2 separate regions of the Zea mays genome follow, and region 2 is linked to region 1. Evidence: chromatin contacts called from public Hi-C data. All regions are on one chromosome and are shown on one strand. The core of a region is the stretch at or near the end of the contact, and the rest is flanking DNA. Distances in the headings are between cores, read along the strand shown.

Region 1 (7,942 bases), core at 2,735-5,234:
ATGGGCAAGATCAGGATTCCGATCCATGATCTCGCGCATTTGTGGGTTGTTCATGATCATATTACGTATTAAATCAGGGTTATTCATGAGATTTTGCATTGCCGGCATATTCATTATCTCCCTCATCAAGTTGGGATTCTGGCTTAAATGTTGCTCAACTTGCTCTAATTCTGGAAATCCTGGCCTAAATATACCTGATGGCCTGTCATTTCCTGGAGCATCAACACCTGGAAATAGGCCTCCCAGGCCACCTGCAGGGCCACTACTAGGAGTAAATGAAGCAAGGGGGTTGGCAGCAGCAGGTGCACTGGATGCAGCTGGTGTGGCGACACCTCGCACCAAGTGAATTGTGTGATCCGTCTCAACGCCTACAATATAAGCATGTACAACTAAAATTTCTTAACAATTCCAGGATTTCAACCATAAATCGAAGACAAACAAAGACAAAGTTCATATACCTGATGTAAACAAAGCAAAAGAACACCCAATACGAAAACATACATAATTGACATATTTGCAAAAGAAAACAAACATCTTGAGTATTCCATATGTCTGTGTAGTAGCATTTATAAGATTGCAAAGAATGCTGGGCGCTAGGCAGGCATTATGCCACCGCCTAGCACCCAGAATGCTTAAATGTTGATTAAACACGCTTAAACGTTACATATTATTCATTAGTAAAATAATAATGAAAGAATAGTTGAGCCATTCCATGGAATCATGAGCACACTATACAATGAAAGGGCACATCTGCTCTCTCCCCTAACGAACTGCACAATATGGGCTGCAATTTATGGCCCATCCAACCCATCTACAAATCATGATACCCTATTCCCACTGTACAAAACAACAAAGCAGCCGCCGTCAATCACTCTTGTTCTCTCCTAATCTCATAGTCATCCTTCCTCCACGCACGTGGCTGGGTAGGACTGCGCCGGCGAGGGGCAGAAACACACGTGGGGTGCCTGGGTGGCACTACGCTGGCAGCTACAGAAAGGAGGCGCAAGGGGTGGCGAGGATCTTGTGCATGGTTCTCCATTGCCGCCAGAGCCACCGCCGCCACGAGGAACAACAAATTCCTTTAGGTAACTCTGTCCACCAGACCCTGCTTTCGGGTTCCCGCGCATGCTCCCAGACTCCCACTCCCTCATTTCTTTGCGCTCCCACTCCCTCCCGCTTTAGTCTGTCTGCCCATGCCGCTTGCTCCAGACCACCTACCCATGTCAAACGTTTAATTGGACGCCCAGGGCCTAAATGACACGCCGGGGCTCCAACTCACACTTAAACATGGGGCGCGCCTAGGCGTACAATTAATAACGCATTTTGGAACAATGAGCATTAAATATGAAGTTGCCGCTGCAAAGAACAAATACAATACAAATATACTAATATTAAATCTAAAGCACTAAAAGGTACAGCTTACTATCATTGAACAACAAAATCATTTAGTTGATAGTTCTCACAAGCTACATGATCAAAAGCAGACACAAGAGTGACTCAGGGATCTAACATTATGGGAGACAACACCTTGATTTAGCTCTATAAAATAGAGCTTGATCAAGCAATCAACTGCAAAGAAATATATCAGATATATATTGAAGTACACTGATTTTGGTTGCAAATGACTAGCAAACCGAGTAAATTTACTTTCACCACTGAAGCCATGGATTACATTTTCGTTTTATGATTTTCGAAAACAGTTTTGTTGACCAGGATTTGACTTCTATATTTTCAAATGCTAAACTGAAATATACAAAAATCCGGAGCGGTTTTTGGATTTCGGACCGGACCGGAAACGGTAAAATTTACCGGTTTTCAGTATTTCCCGGCCGAGAAATCCAACCGTCACTAAAGCCCCCAAAACATAGTGAATTAACATGTCAAGAAAAAACTAGGTAGGCATGAGACAAATTAAAGAAATGAACTTATAACAGTTATAACATCCAATTGATATTCTATCTGAAAATCACGTGCGCTCTAGCAAAAAATATGATATAGTATATCACTCAACATGCCAATTATAAGCTACTATGCCAAAATTGACATTAAACTTGACCACAAGTCCATCCAAAGGCTAACATACATGTTCACCTTAAAGACACATCTAGACATGCACAATGAACAGTATATAAGCTGACTTCATAACATTTGGAATTATATCAGAAGCCTATGAATACACATCTAGACATACACAATCAAGAATTAACAACAACAAAGCCTTTTATCTTAAGCAAGTTGGGGTTGGCTAGAGTAAAAAAACCAATAGAACCCACAAAGTCAAGGTTCAGTCACATGGATAGCTGTTTTCCATGCACTCCTATTCAAGGCTGAATCTTTGGATATATATCATCCTTTTAAGTCTCCTTTAAATGCCTCTTCCCAAGTCAACTCTGGTCTTTATCTTCCTCTCTTCTCATTGCTATCGCACCTTAGGATCCTACTGCGCACTAGCGCCTCTGAAGGTCTTCGTTGGACATATCCAAACCATCTCAACCGATGTTGGACAAGTTTTTCTTCAATTGGTGCTACCCTAGCCTATAACGTATATCATCATTCCAGACTCGATCCCTTCTTGTATGGCCACAAATCCAACGCAGCATACATATTTCCGTGATACTTATCATGTTGTCTTTTTATAGGTCAACATTCTGCACTATACAACAATACAACATATTGGGTCTAATCGTCGTCCTATAAAACTTGCCTTTTTAGCTTCTGTGGTACCCTCTTATCATATGGAACGCCAGATGCTTAACACCACTTCATCCACCCTACTTTCATATGGCTGACACCTTCGTCAATATCCTCGTCTCTCTGTAGCATTGAGCTTAAATACCTGAAGGTGTCCTTCCTAGGCACTACTTGACCTTCCAAACTAGCATCCCTGTCCTCATGTGTAGTGCTGAAATCACATCTCATATATTATGTTTTAGTTCTACTAACTCTAAAACATTTGGATTCTAGACATGCACAATCAACAGTATATAAAATGACTACATAACAATTGGAATTATATGAGAATTGTAACAAAGCTGTCTTCTACTTCAACTACTTCTAGACTGTAATTAATGCCATCGGTAATGTCATGATACAAACGTTACATGGTATAAGTTAACAGCATACGTTAGTCGAATCACACGTGCATCAGGTAATGACATAGCACAATATGTGGTAAATTACTACTAGCTAGCATGCACATGAAAGAAAAAACAAATGCAGAATCTAGCCACCTTCAATACACTACAGACACACAAACAGGCATGTCACCGACAGCACAAACCTAGCACAATTCACAACGGCACTGGCCCACCGCCGAATTGATGAACAGAATCGGACAATCCCACGCTACGACACCAAATCTGAAGGTACTTTACTCTACACTACAACCAGCGTTTCGGCGTGGCACGTACCATAGCTGTCTAGGGTTTGCTCGTCCTTGAGGATGCGGCCCTTGTAGATCAGGCGCTGCTGCGGTGCTGGCACGCCGCAGCTACCGGATAAGACCTCCTTGAACGCGCCCACCGTGGCGCCCAGGTCCGTCTGCACCGTGAACTTGGAGCCGTTCGCGCACCGGATGTGCAGCGTCGCCTCGACCGCTGCCGCCTCCACTGAGGCGGCGGGAGGGGATTCGCCGCTCCCTGCGCCCTCGCCTCCGCTTGCCATCGCCTCGAGACCTAGTTCTGATCCGGTCCGCGGCTCCGATTGGGGCTTGCCGTGTGCGCGTCAGCTGCGAGTTCTCGCTCTTTTTTCCTCCTGTTCCCTTGTGCAGTTGTGCTTGCAAGAGATTGGAAGAACTGAAAGTCTGACGAGGAATAGACACGGTTTGACGCGTGGGATTTAACGGCGGGGAGGGGCGCGGGGTAGAGGTGATGGACGGCCCGGATTCGCCGCGTGACGTGGAGGCTTGTGTCTCTGTGCGGTGGGGTCGAGGTGGCATATCATCAGAGGCATGAGGAAGGTTCTAGGCATATGCGAAGGCATAGGCTGGCTTTTAGCTACTGCTTTTGCTTTTAAAAATGTAAAAGGTAACTAAAAATAGAAGCAGAAGCAAACGGCTGCTTTTGCTTTAAAAAATGTAAAAGCATAGAAAAATAGAAACAAAAAGCAAGTTACTATTTTTTAGTAGTGTGGTTTTGAAAGTATTTAAATCTGTTTTTTTGTTTTTAAAATGGTGAACTGTTTTATACTTATTTAAAGTGGTATAGAGATAGAAGTTAGATTTTATACTTGGTTAAACCATAAATCTTATAGTTTTTGTACACTCTCAACAGTTTTTTACAGCGTAAAGCTTATGATAGTTTTTTAGAAGACACAAGAAAACAATAGCGTATAGGATTATCGAAATTCGAGAAGGTTCCTCTTTTCCTCGTTGAGAATGGGTGCATGTATGTCGTCTCAATTTTAAGGTCAAAATTGGATAAAGACTATATTTGTACCCAAAATACAATAAGAAGTCAACAAAGAGAGATAACCTAATAAGTGGGTGTTTGGTTTTTAGGGACTAATGTTTAGTCCCTACATTTTATTCTATTTTAGTACTTAAAATACTAAATACGGAAACTAAGACTCAATTTTAGTTTCTGTATTTGACAATATAGAAACTAAAATAGAATAAAATAAAGGACTAAAGATTAGTCCCTAGAAACCAAACACCACCTAAGTGCATTATTACATATGGGGCATTTGTGATCATACCTCTCATTGGTCTTGCATTTGTAATTTTACCTCTCATTTTTTAACCTAGACCCATTTATTTTAAAAACAAAGTTGTGTCATACCTTTGCACCGTTACGTGTAGTTAACAGTGTTAAATTTAATATGAAAGACAAAAATGTCTATGATTGTAATTTTACCCCTCGTTATATTATGCAATTATGATTTTTACACCTATTGGGTTGCGCCCGAACAGAATAGGAGGATGGTAGTTGAGACCCTTCACCCATTTCTTTTGATATTTTTTTATTTTTAACCACAAATTCTAATTTTCACTAACAATATTTGTGAGAGACTGAGAGAGGGATAAACGATAGCTTCGTTTTCAACATAGAGGGGTAAAATCACAAAGTTGGAAAACCAAGGGTGAATCACAATTGCAAGGCCAACGAATAATATAATCACAATTGTCTCTATTATGTAACGATTAAATGTTCATTACATGAACATAGTCTTTTACACCGCATAGCGGAATAATAGTTAGTATTCTCTCGGGATAGCCATTACACAAAGGAAATGTGAAACTGGTTAACTACAAGCCTGAAATTCCTCTGAAACTCAACATATTTGTCGTCATGGATAGAAACCAGGGTATGTAAACTACATGAAAAAGAGATTCGAGATATCGTGGGTGTAGGTGAGCGGTGCATTGAATCTAGGCACAACCAGGAACTATAACACAGATAATCTTAAAGAGGTTCAGACCACAAAATAGGTAATGTCCTACACCCTATTTGTGAACGATATGTATCATGGATACAAATGATTCATAAAGAAGAGTCTGCCTGGAAGGGCCTATGAGCTCGATAATAAGTCCAGGAGGGAGTCCATAGCCAGGAGATTTCTAAAAGCGTGGATATGTCAAGGATCTTAACTAAATAAGAGATAAACTTATAAATATAGAGTTGGACTCATTTCCAACTTAGTAACCAGCTCAATTTCAACATGAACTTGACAACTGACTTGGTGCCTACAATTTAACTGTTGTCCCTCCTTAGAATATAAAAGGATGGGCGGGGAACCCTTGAACATCAGAAGTTACAACAATAGAACTAACCCATACAAGACATAGTGTATTATCCTTTATATTTATTCTCACATAGTCACATATGGTTCTCACATTCATCTTTCTTCTTCTATCATCTCCTTCACTTCTCCTTGAACGGACTAGCGCCCAATGACGCACGCGACTGGTGGATATAGATACAGAAGGCGATCCCATTACATATGAGAAAGTAACGAGGAGTCAGAAATTCCATGTGGCTCTCTACCACGAAAGATGAATTAGAGTCCATGAAAATGAATCAAGTCTAAGACTTAGAAGTCATTCCTAAAGGAGCCAAAACAATAGGTTGTATGTGGGTCTATAAAACCAAGCATGACTCTAGAGGGAACATAGAAAGATATAAGGCTAGACTTGTGGCCAAAGGGTTCACACAAAGAGAAGACATTGATTATAATGAAACCTTCTCATCCGTCTCGATGAAAGATTCATTTAGAATAATCATGGCTCTAATGGCTCATTATGATCTAGAACTACATCAGATGGATGTTAAGACAACTTTCCTAAATAGGGAGTTAGAATAAGATGTTTTCATTGCACAACCAAAGGGTTTTGTTGTGCAGGGTAAAGAAAGTATGGGATGTCACTTAAGGAAGTCCATTTAAGGATTCAAGCGAGCTTCCAGATAGTGGTATCTCAAGTTTGATCAAACTATAAGAAAATGTGGTTTTGAGGAAAACATGGAAGACAACTGCATTTATGCAAAGTTTGAGAATGACTACAGCTTACTTGTCTTGTATGTCGATGACATATTGTTGGCTAATGGTGATAAGAATCTACTAGCGGAAACAAAAAAAGTTTATATCCTCGAACTTTGATATGAAAGATATGAGAGAAGCCTCCTATGTTCTTGGAATAGAAATTCACAGAGATAGAAAAAAGGGAGTATTAGGACTTTCATAGAAGACATATATAGAAAACGTACTAAAGAGGTACAATATGCACCAGTGTAAGGCTTCACCTAAACCAATAGACAAGTTCGAGATTCATCAGTGTCCCTAGAATCATTATGAGAAAGATCAGATGCAGTCATTACCATATGCTTCAGCTATCGGAAGCATTATGTATGCTCAAATTTGTACTCGCCCTGATTTAGCATTTACCACCAGGATGCCTGGCAAATACTAGATAAATCTAGGCGTGGAACACTCGAAAGCAGTTAAGCAGGCTCTAAGGTACCTACAAGGCACCAAAAATCTCATGCTAACATAGAGAACGTCTAATTCCCTAGAGATAATTGGCTATGCAGATGTTGACTAGGCAGGCTATGTAGATACCTTGAAATCCACTTCAAGGTATGCATTCACACTTACTAGGGAGCCATTTTTTTGGAAGAGTTGCAAATAGACATGTGTTTCATCATCGGCAATGCACAATGAGTTTGTAGCAACGTATGTGTCGGCGTTTCGACCCCGGGGGGGTCCCTGGACCGACGAGTAAATTGTCGCCGCGTGCCTCAGCCCAGATGGGTCGGCGCGAGACGGAGCGCGAAGGGGGGAAACCAGAGGGAGACAGGCGTAAAAGGGGAAACCCGTGGCCTTCGTGTTTGTCCCACGCCCAGGTCGGGTGCGCTTGCAGTAGGGGGTTACAAGCGTCCGCGTGGGAGAGAGCGAGAGAGGCTTATGCGCGCCGCCCCGTTCCTCCGCGCGGCCAACCTTCCGTACGAGTGCCCTGGGCCTTCCTTTTATAGGCGTAAGGAGAGGGCCCAGGTGTACAATGGGAGATGTAGCAGTGTGCTAACGTGTCTAGCAGAGAGGAGCTAGCGCCCTAAGTACATGCCGTCGTGGTAGCCGGAGAGGTTTTGGCACCCTGTTCATGAGATGTCGTGGCCATCGGAGGAGCGCTGGAGCCTGGTGGAAGGATAGCTGTCGAGGCTGTCGAGTCCTTTCTGACGTCTCCTTGCTTCCGTAAGGGGCTGAGAGCCGTCGTCGTCATGGAGCACGCGGGGCGCCATCATTACTTGTTTACCGGGGCGAGCCAGATGGGACGCCGGTCTTGTTCCCCGTAGCCTTAGCTAGCTAGGGGTAGGGTAATGATGGCTCCCTCTGTGACATGGTCGGTCCGAGCCCTGGGTCGGGCGAGGCGGAGTTCGTCGTCTTCCGGGGCCGAGGCCGAGTCCGAACCCTGGGGTCGGGCGAGGTGGAGTTCGTCGTCTTCCGGGGCCGA
Region 2 (7,942 bases), core at 2,913-5,412, 150 kb before region 1:
CTTTGATTGAAACTTTGCACACGTAGCTCATTTATATACCTTTGATCATATCTCTTTTATGTCTACGACTAATGTGTTTTCAAGTGTATTTCTATGCTAAGTCGTAGATTGAAAGGAAAATGGAGTCTTCGGCGAAGACAAGGCTTCCACTCCACTCTCGGTATCTTTTACCCTTCGCCATCACTCCACATTACTCTCAAATTGGTATAATCTTTCACTCATATTTACTTGTACCAATGGGGGAGAAAGTAACAAGGGCTCGCAAAGTCTCCGTTTTTGGCGATTAATGCCAAAGGGGGAGAGAGTATTAAGCCCAAAGCAAAAGGACCGCACCACCACCTTTCGAAATTTTTCAATTAATATATTTCAAATTGGTATGATGATTTGCAATTGGTATATTTTCAAAATTATCATCTCAATATATCTCCAATTGATATCTATTAAAACCCTCTTGAAAGCTAAGAGGAGAATTTCATTCAGGGAGAGTTTTGTTTAAGTCAAAGGAAAAGCATTTGAAACAGGGGGAGAAAATTTCAAATCTTGAAAATGCTTCTCGAAATATTATTCATATACCTTTGACTATTTGCAAAAAGATTTTAAAAAGACTTTCCAAAAGAATTTGCAAAAACAAAACAAGTGGTACAAGCGTGGTCCAAAATGTTAAATAAAAGAAAGCAAACCATGCATATCTAGTAAAACTATGAATTGGTTTAATTCCAAGCAACCTATGCACTTATATTATGCAAACTGGTTCAATTCTGCACTTATATATTTGCTTTGGTTTGTGTTGGCATCAATCACCAAAAAGGGGGAGATTGAAAGGGAAATAGGGGTTAACCTTTTCCCATAAATAATTTTGATGGTTGAATGCCCAACACAAATAATTAGACTAACTAGTTTGCTCTAGATCATATATTCTACAGGTGCATAAAGGTTCAACAAAACCAATAAAAAGATTAAGTTGGGGTTAAAAAAGAAAGGAGCAAAAGAAACCGAAGAGTGCCCTGGTCTGGCGCACCGGACTGTCCGGTGTGCCACCAGACAGTGTCCGGTGCACCAAGACCGTACAACTCCGAACTCTTCAGCTTCGGGTTTCTCCAGCGCTGCTCCGCTATAATTCACCGGACTGTCCGATGTGCCACCGGACTGTCTGGTGCACCAGCGGAGCAACGACTAGCCGGCGCAACGGTCGACTGCACAGTGCCCCTGACAGCGCTACAGTTTGTGGCAGAAGTCAGAGCAGAGGTTAGAGGCGCACTGGACAAGGAACATTGCATGTCCGGTGCAGCACCGGATTGTCCGGTGCCACCAGAAGTCAGCGCTCCAACGATCGACTTCGTTAGAACCCTAACGGTTGGGTGACGTGGCTGACGCACCGGACTGTCCGGTGCGCCCATCGACAGTAGCCCCTCCCTAACGGTTGTTTGGTGGTTGAGGGCTATAAATACCCCCAACCACCTCCACTCCAACCATCCAAGCATTAACTACTTCGCATTCAATACAAGAGCAATCAACACCACTCCAAAGACACAATTCAAGTGATCGATCCGCTCAAAGTCTCCAATTCAACTCTATCGCATTTAGACTTGTGAGAGGATCATTTGTGTTTCCTTGTTGCTCTTGTTTGCTTGGCTTGGCTTTCTTTTCTTTCTCACTTCTTACTTTCAAGCTTTGTAAGCGAGGCAAGAGACACCAATTGTGTGGTGGTCCTTGCGGGGTCTAAGTGACCCGTGAGATTAAAGAAGAAGCCTCACTCGGTCTAAGTGACCGTTTGAGAGAGGGAAAAGGTTCAAAGAGACCCGGTCTTTGTGACCACCTCAACGGGGACTAGGTTCTTTAGAACCGAACCTCGGTAAAACAAATCACCGTGTCATCCGCTCTATTTTTCTTGGTTGATTTGTTTTCCCCTCTCTCCTGGACACTGATTTTATTCTAACGCTATCTCCGGCTTGTAGTGTGTTTAGAGTTGTAAATTTCAGTTTCCGCCTATCCACCCCCTCTAGGCGAATTTCAATAACATCTTCATATATAGCATTAAGCAAGACTAATATACCTAAATTGATCACTAAATACTCAATTGTTGCATTAAATCCTGTTTCCTGGTAAAAATTGGCGGTTTACCGGTCCAAAAAACGGTTTACCGGTGGTTTTCAGTTTTATGAAATTTTTCAATTTTTTTTTGAATTTGGAACCAATTTGAAAAAAACCGGTGGTTAACCCAAACCGCACCCCCGCGGTTTCGGTAAACCGACCGGTTTACCGCTGGTTTTTACCGGTTTTGTAAACCTTGATTGAGGATCACTACTTAAGGAAGTGACTTACAACCAATGAGGTAATACCTATGGTTATGTGCTGTAAATCATAAGACTCAAGATCAAGCTTAAGAAGTGAACAATGTCACTAGAAGGAGTAGTGTCAAAGCAAGAACATGAAATGAACCTAAAAGAGCTAAGTTCACTTTTACTTTTAGTTTGGGTTATTCATGTGTTTGTATATGTTCTATGTGGCATTGCAGGGTGTTGTAGCTCATAGATGACAATCCAGATCAAGTCAAGTCGACTTGATGGTTTGTAGTTCAACATCGACCTCAAACAGGTCAAAACGGGTAAAACTATGAAAAAATGTTAAGTATGCAAGATTTGAGTGTTTAAATATGCCGTATACATCTTTTACTACATGTTTGCTCTCTAATCCCGTCCCGTCACGAAGACGACAAATGATCACTAATAAGCTATAGCTTCATCTGTGCACCTGTCGTCCTGTGTCGTGTACTGTAACTGACAAGGGCATGCAACAAGCAGCTTTCCTGCACGCATATCGGTCGAGCTTTACATCAATCCTCCTGGTTGAGCGGATCTTTCCACGTAGCAAAACGCAACGGTTGGCTAATCCTCATGTGGATCAAAGAGTGATGCCCAGGGAACAGTATCATCATCGTCGCCATGTCCAGATCGTATCGATCGAGTTCGCGCCAAGCAAGGAATATGTATAAATACTATAATCAAAGTGTTCCAACATAACGTACGTAGTACCTACCTACTCCTGTATAGCCCAGTGCGTGGCCTGCGCACTTTCACTTTCTTTTTCGTCGTGATGGGCTGATGGCTAGCAAGCTGATGCATCATCGACGGCATGCCTGGACGAGCAGCAGCTACACTCTATAAATACCGTGCAATTGACGCCAAGCCACCATCATGCAGGGCAGGAGCAGGATACACCGATCGTTTTATTTGTTTTTGATCAGCCAAGGTCGGTATCGGTACGGTCTCCTCCTCCTCCTCCATGGCCTCCTCGGCGATGCTGCAGGTGTTCGGCCAGCCGGCGTCGACGGACGTGGCGCGGGTCATGGCGTGCCTCCTGGAGCGGCAGCTGGAGTTCGAGCTAGTCCGCACCGACACCTTCAAGCGCGGGCGCAATAATAAGCTCCCCGAGCTCGTCAAGATGAGGGCACGTTCACAATCCCCCCCCCCCCCCCCCCCCCCCCCAAGTTTCGATTCTGTCCCGGCCCTCGCTCCTTGATTTAATTTACTTTCATGCATGCTGGGTTGGATACATGCATGTATGATCGATGATGCAGGATCCCACCAGCGGCCATCAGGTGACGCTCAAGCACGGCGACATCACCCTCGGCGGTGAGTAATTAAGGGTGTTTTTGGTTGAATGTACAAAGAGAGATGGAATGAGGCGGCCACGTTTTCTATAGTGTTTGGTTGAGAGTCAAGTAGGGGCAAGGTGAACACCGGAGTGATTTTTAGAGGCGGCGTGATCCCATAAAATCGAGGAGACGGTGGCGCCCCGACTCATCCTACTTTGACCTCAAACCTAACATAGCCTAACTAACCCTACCGTACCGACCACAAGATTCTGGACGCGCGCCAATGCAAGCTGCCAACTCAATCAGTCAATCCTGTGGCTGCAGATTCCAGGGACATATGCCGGTACGTGTGCACGGAGTTCCCGCGGTGGTGCACCAGGGACCTGTACGGCGCGGGCGCGCATCGAGCAGTGGCTGCAGGCGGAGGCGCACAGCTTCGACGCGCCGAGCTCGGCGCTGGTGCTCCACCTCGCCTTGTCGCCGGCCACCGCCGCCGAGAGCGAGCGGCAGCTGCTGCGCGTGCTGGACGTGTACGACGGCGCGCTGGGCCGGAGCGCGTACCTCGCGGGAGACGGCTTCACCCTGGCGGACCTGTCCCACCTCCCCAACGCGCACTGCCTCGCGTGCTCATCCCCCAGGGGCCGAGCCATTGGCAATTTTGCCATTATCATTTGTGGGCTTCGCCAGTATGCCATCGGACCCACAAATCATAGACACAGACGGTCCCACCAGTCATAGACACGGGATGACATAATAACAAGCAGCCAAATTTGAGAGTGGCAAAACAGCAAATTTCTCCCAGGGGCCGCGCGCTGCTGGCGTCCAGGCCCAACGTGGCGCGCTGGTACGCGGCCATCTCGTCGCGCCCGTCGTGGAGGCAGGTCGTCGCGGCGCAGGCCCGGACCGCGCACTACTACCCCGCCGCGTTCGACCCGCCAGCGTCAGGCCACGCCGCCGTTTGACCGTCCTGCCTGCGCTTGTGTAAAACGTACTGTACTGTGCGCGTTTGCTAACGCTGTCGTGTTGGTATTTGGCTAGAATTAATAAGCGTGCACGAGCACGAATATAGTGTGTGGAGTCCTCGTTAACATGTATCCATCCATCATCTTAAATTTAAGAGAGTAAAATGTACGCAGTGCTCAGCCTCAGATCTCCAATCTATCGTGCTTGTCGAGTCGGAGTCGCATCCATAGCTAGCCTAGCCATCACAAAGTCCGTCCGCTGATAACGCTCATCACGTGCCAAATGCCATCGGCCATCGGCTTCGGACGGGATCGATGCATCCGGAGCATTGTGGATCGCGGTGGCCGGTGGGCTCTTTGCATCAAAAAGGCCCCGAAAAGTTGGAGAGTGACTCCCGTTCGAGGCACGTTGGGCCGGTGGACCCAACCACCACGAAGCAATAGAGAAGGGATATCATCGGCATCGAGGCCTCTTTATGCGCCCACCACCACCTGAGAGAGTGGCAGACTAGTATATACTAAATAATTTTAGACGATATTCTTGTACAACTAACTAGTATATACTAAATAAACTGTTGCTTTTGCACTTTATAACTTGTCTCTATGTAATAACAGATTATTTTTTTGTATCTTTGTTTAAAATAATTATTAATTACCTTTATGTCAAAACAGACCGAATTTTTTGTTTTTTAGCCCCTTCCGAGTCAAAAATTTACGTTTGGACCCCCAGAAATTTTATTTGCACGTTTGGACCCGAAGCTCGGCGCCACAGGCTATGGCGCCGAGGTAACACAGCTCGGCGCCATAGCCTATGGCACCGAGCTTCATGACGTGGCAGTCCCGCGTGGCACCTAGCTCGGCGCCACAGATCTTGGCGTCGAGCTAGGAAAAACCCGCAAACTGCCTTCTCTTTGCGCGTTTCTTCTCTTCTCGGCTCATTCCAAACCACGCCGCCGCCGTCTACGAAATCGCCGCCGCCGCCCGCCCCAGCTCCGGCTCCGGATCGCCGCCCGCCCGCCTCCGCCCGAGCTCCGGCCCGCCCGCCCCTGCCCAGCTCGGGCTCGCCGCCGCGAGCTCCGCCCGAGCTCCGCCCGAGCTCCGCCGCCCGCCCACCCCGAGCTCGCCCGGAGCTCCGCCCGTAGCCGCCCGCCCCACGCAGGCCATTGTCGCCCCGAGCTCGCCCGCAGTGCACTGCCGACCAGTATTTTTTTTATTTCTTAGTTTGTAAACTAGTAGTAATTAGTTAGGTATCCACTTATTTATTGTTTAGTAAATAGTTAGATATTTTGTTGTTAGTGTTTATTAAAATAGTTAGCTAGTTTGTTGCGTAGTATATTGTTAGTGTTTAGTAAATTCTTAGTGATTATATAGTTACCATTTTGTTTAGCGTATTGATATTACTTGTTTTCTGTGTTGGCAACCGTCGTGTTGTCGTTTATTCGCAGGTTCTATAAACATCACTTTACAGGGGAGGTGCTGCCAAATTTTTTACTGACAATTGGTTTTTTTGTACGTAGGTGTTCGTCCGACTTAACCTTCTCCACCGTTAGCTGGACTCGTACGCGTTCTCAGGTATACATAGTTTTCGTACATTATTTATAGATTATGTAATTTCGTTTGATGTGTTCATTTAATATTTACTGTATAGTTATTAGTTAATATATATTTATTACTTAGTAAGTTAGTAGGCTTAAGTTATATAGCCATTATTGAGTTAGTAATCCATTTTTGCAATAGATGGACAGCCTAGTAACACTATACCATGGAGGAAGGGTGGAGATAGATGCTTATGGGAGTGTTACTTTTGATGGTATGAAGATCGTGACCATGTTGTTTGTTGAAAGACCATCTTTTGACCAGCTTTTGGCTCGAGCTTGTGAGGAGATTAGATGCGACATAAACGACCCTAGAATATCAATTCAGGGTTTGTTGTCCCATATTACATATGGAACAGTTGTCCGACGGTTGATCTCCATTACCTCAGAAGATGATTGGGTGATATATTTAAGAATTGTGAAGACGATGGTTCCACCATGTTTGGATGTGGTTGTTCAAAAGTTACCTGTTAGTCATTGCGAAGGTCCAGTCGGGTTATCTCCACAAATGCCAAATGCATCTCGTATTGAAGCTCCTTTGGTAGAGCTTCATGAAGAAGTCGTTGTTGTGCCCGATGCTCAATCGGGTCCGCACGAGTATGGGATTTCTCGTCCTATTCCTGGCGTTTGTGGGGCTTCTAATGCGGTGGTACCCCCCCAAGAGATCCCATTGACCCAGGATCCAGTTCACGATCATCCTAGTAAGTGTCTTCGACACATTGTTCGTATCCATCGTTATTTCGTTTGATTAGACTTTTTAATGTGGTTTTTCTTGCTCCGACCCGATGCAGGATCTCCACATATCGATAATGCTGCTTATTTTGATGTGCCTGTGTCATATAATATGGACAACATATGCAGGGCATCCAATAGTGTTGATGTTCAGATTGAGGATGAGGAGGAGCCATATGAGGCTGCATGGGCCTTAGATTCTGATGATGACCGTCCGGTTCAACAAATGACCGAGCAAGAAATTGAACTCATAAGACGTTTGTGTCCGGAGCGAGACCCTGCAGTACATGAATTTAGCAGTTTAAGTCATTCCACCCGTGCTTATGCTGAAGGACGTGACGATGAACTGCTAGAGGCTCCGGATAACGCCGACAGCATTGAGATTAAGGTTGGCTTACTTTTCAAGGATCTGCCTACACTGAGACGATGGCTACAGGAATATTCTGTGAACCGGAAGAGGCCGTTCAAGGTGAGACATTCGTATGCACAGCGTCGTTACACTGTTGTGTGCGAGGTGCCAGAATGTAATTGGAGGGTATGTGCCCGAAGGCAGAAGGACACCGGAAAGTTTAAGATCACCAAAATTGTAGGTCCACACACTTGTGCCCAGACAGAGCTGAGCTCTAAGCATCGTTAGTTGACATCTACCCTGATTGCGAAAAGGATATTGGGGATATTGAAGGGTCAGCCAAACTTGAAGGTGAAGTCAATTATGACCATGACTTCGGAGCTGTTTGGTTACAGGATCAAATATGGGAAAGCATGGAGGGCAAAGCAGCGAGCATGGAAGATGATATACTGTAACACCCCACTGATCCCACACAATGGATGATACCAAAAAAAACCTTTCTACAAGACTCATGCAACACATAGAGAAAGAAAGTACTGCAAAATCCGGCAGCACCTCCCTTGAAAGTAGCATAACAAGGGAAGCATATAGTTTATACAGGATATAAAAGAAAGATAATTGCCATAGTATAATCAAAATGCAACGGTAGAAAAAAACATTCATGACCAGACAAAAGATAGACATCTCAGCCCACCAAACTAAACAGTTC

What was found. Hi-C and Micro-C count contacts between places; a contact is called where the count stands out from the background.
Region 2: a Hi-C map of bundle sheath shows a contact between it and region 1, with 2.3 times the contacts expected there. The contact joins the enhancer-like site here to the promoter of LOC100282238 in region 1. A contact is called at or near these places in 3 of 25 Hi-C or Micro-C datasets (bundle sheath, ear and tassel).

Annotation. Positions count from the first base shown.
Region 1 is chr9:131,714,784-131,722,725 of Zm-B73-REFERENCE-NAM-5.0, reverse strand. It overlaps LOC100282238 (ubiquilin-1), which reads right to left and starts at 3,984. Exons shown (of 8, transcript NM_001155150.2): 1 at 3,411-3,984; 2 at 1-368. The coding sequence starts at 3,663.
Region 2 is chr9:131,867,856-131,875,797 of Zm-B73-REFERENCE-NAM-5.0, reverse strand. It overlaps the pseudogene LOC103639101. Among protein-coding and RNA genes, the nearest start is that of LOC115032961, 8.1 kb to the left of the region's middle. Within about 2 kb of position 4,162, at least 18 of the 20 cell types and tissues checked have an H3K27ac peak or open chromatin away from gene starts, as enhancers often do. A contact at or near this core is called in bundle sheath, ear and tassel, where this site is marked.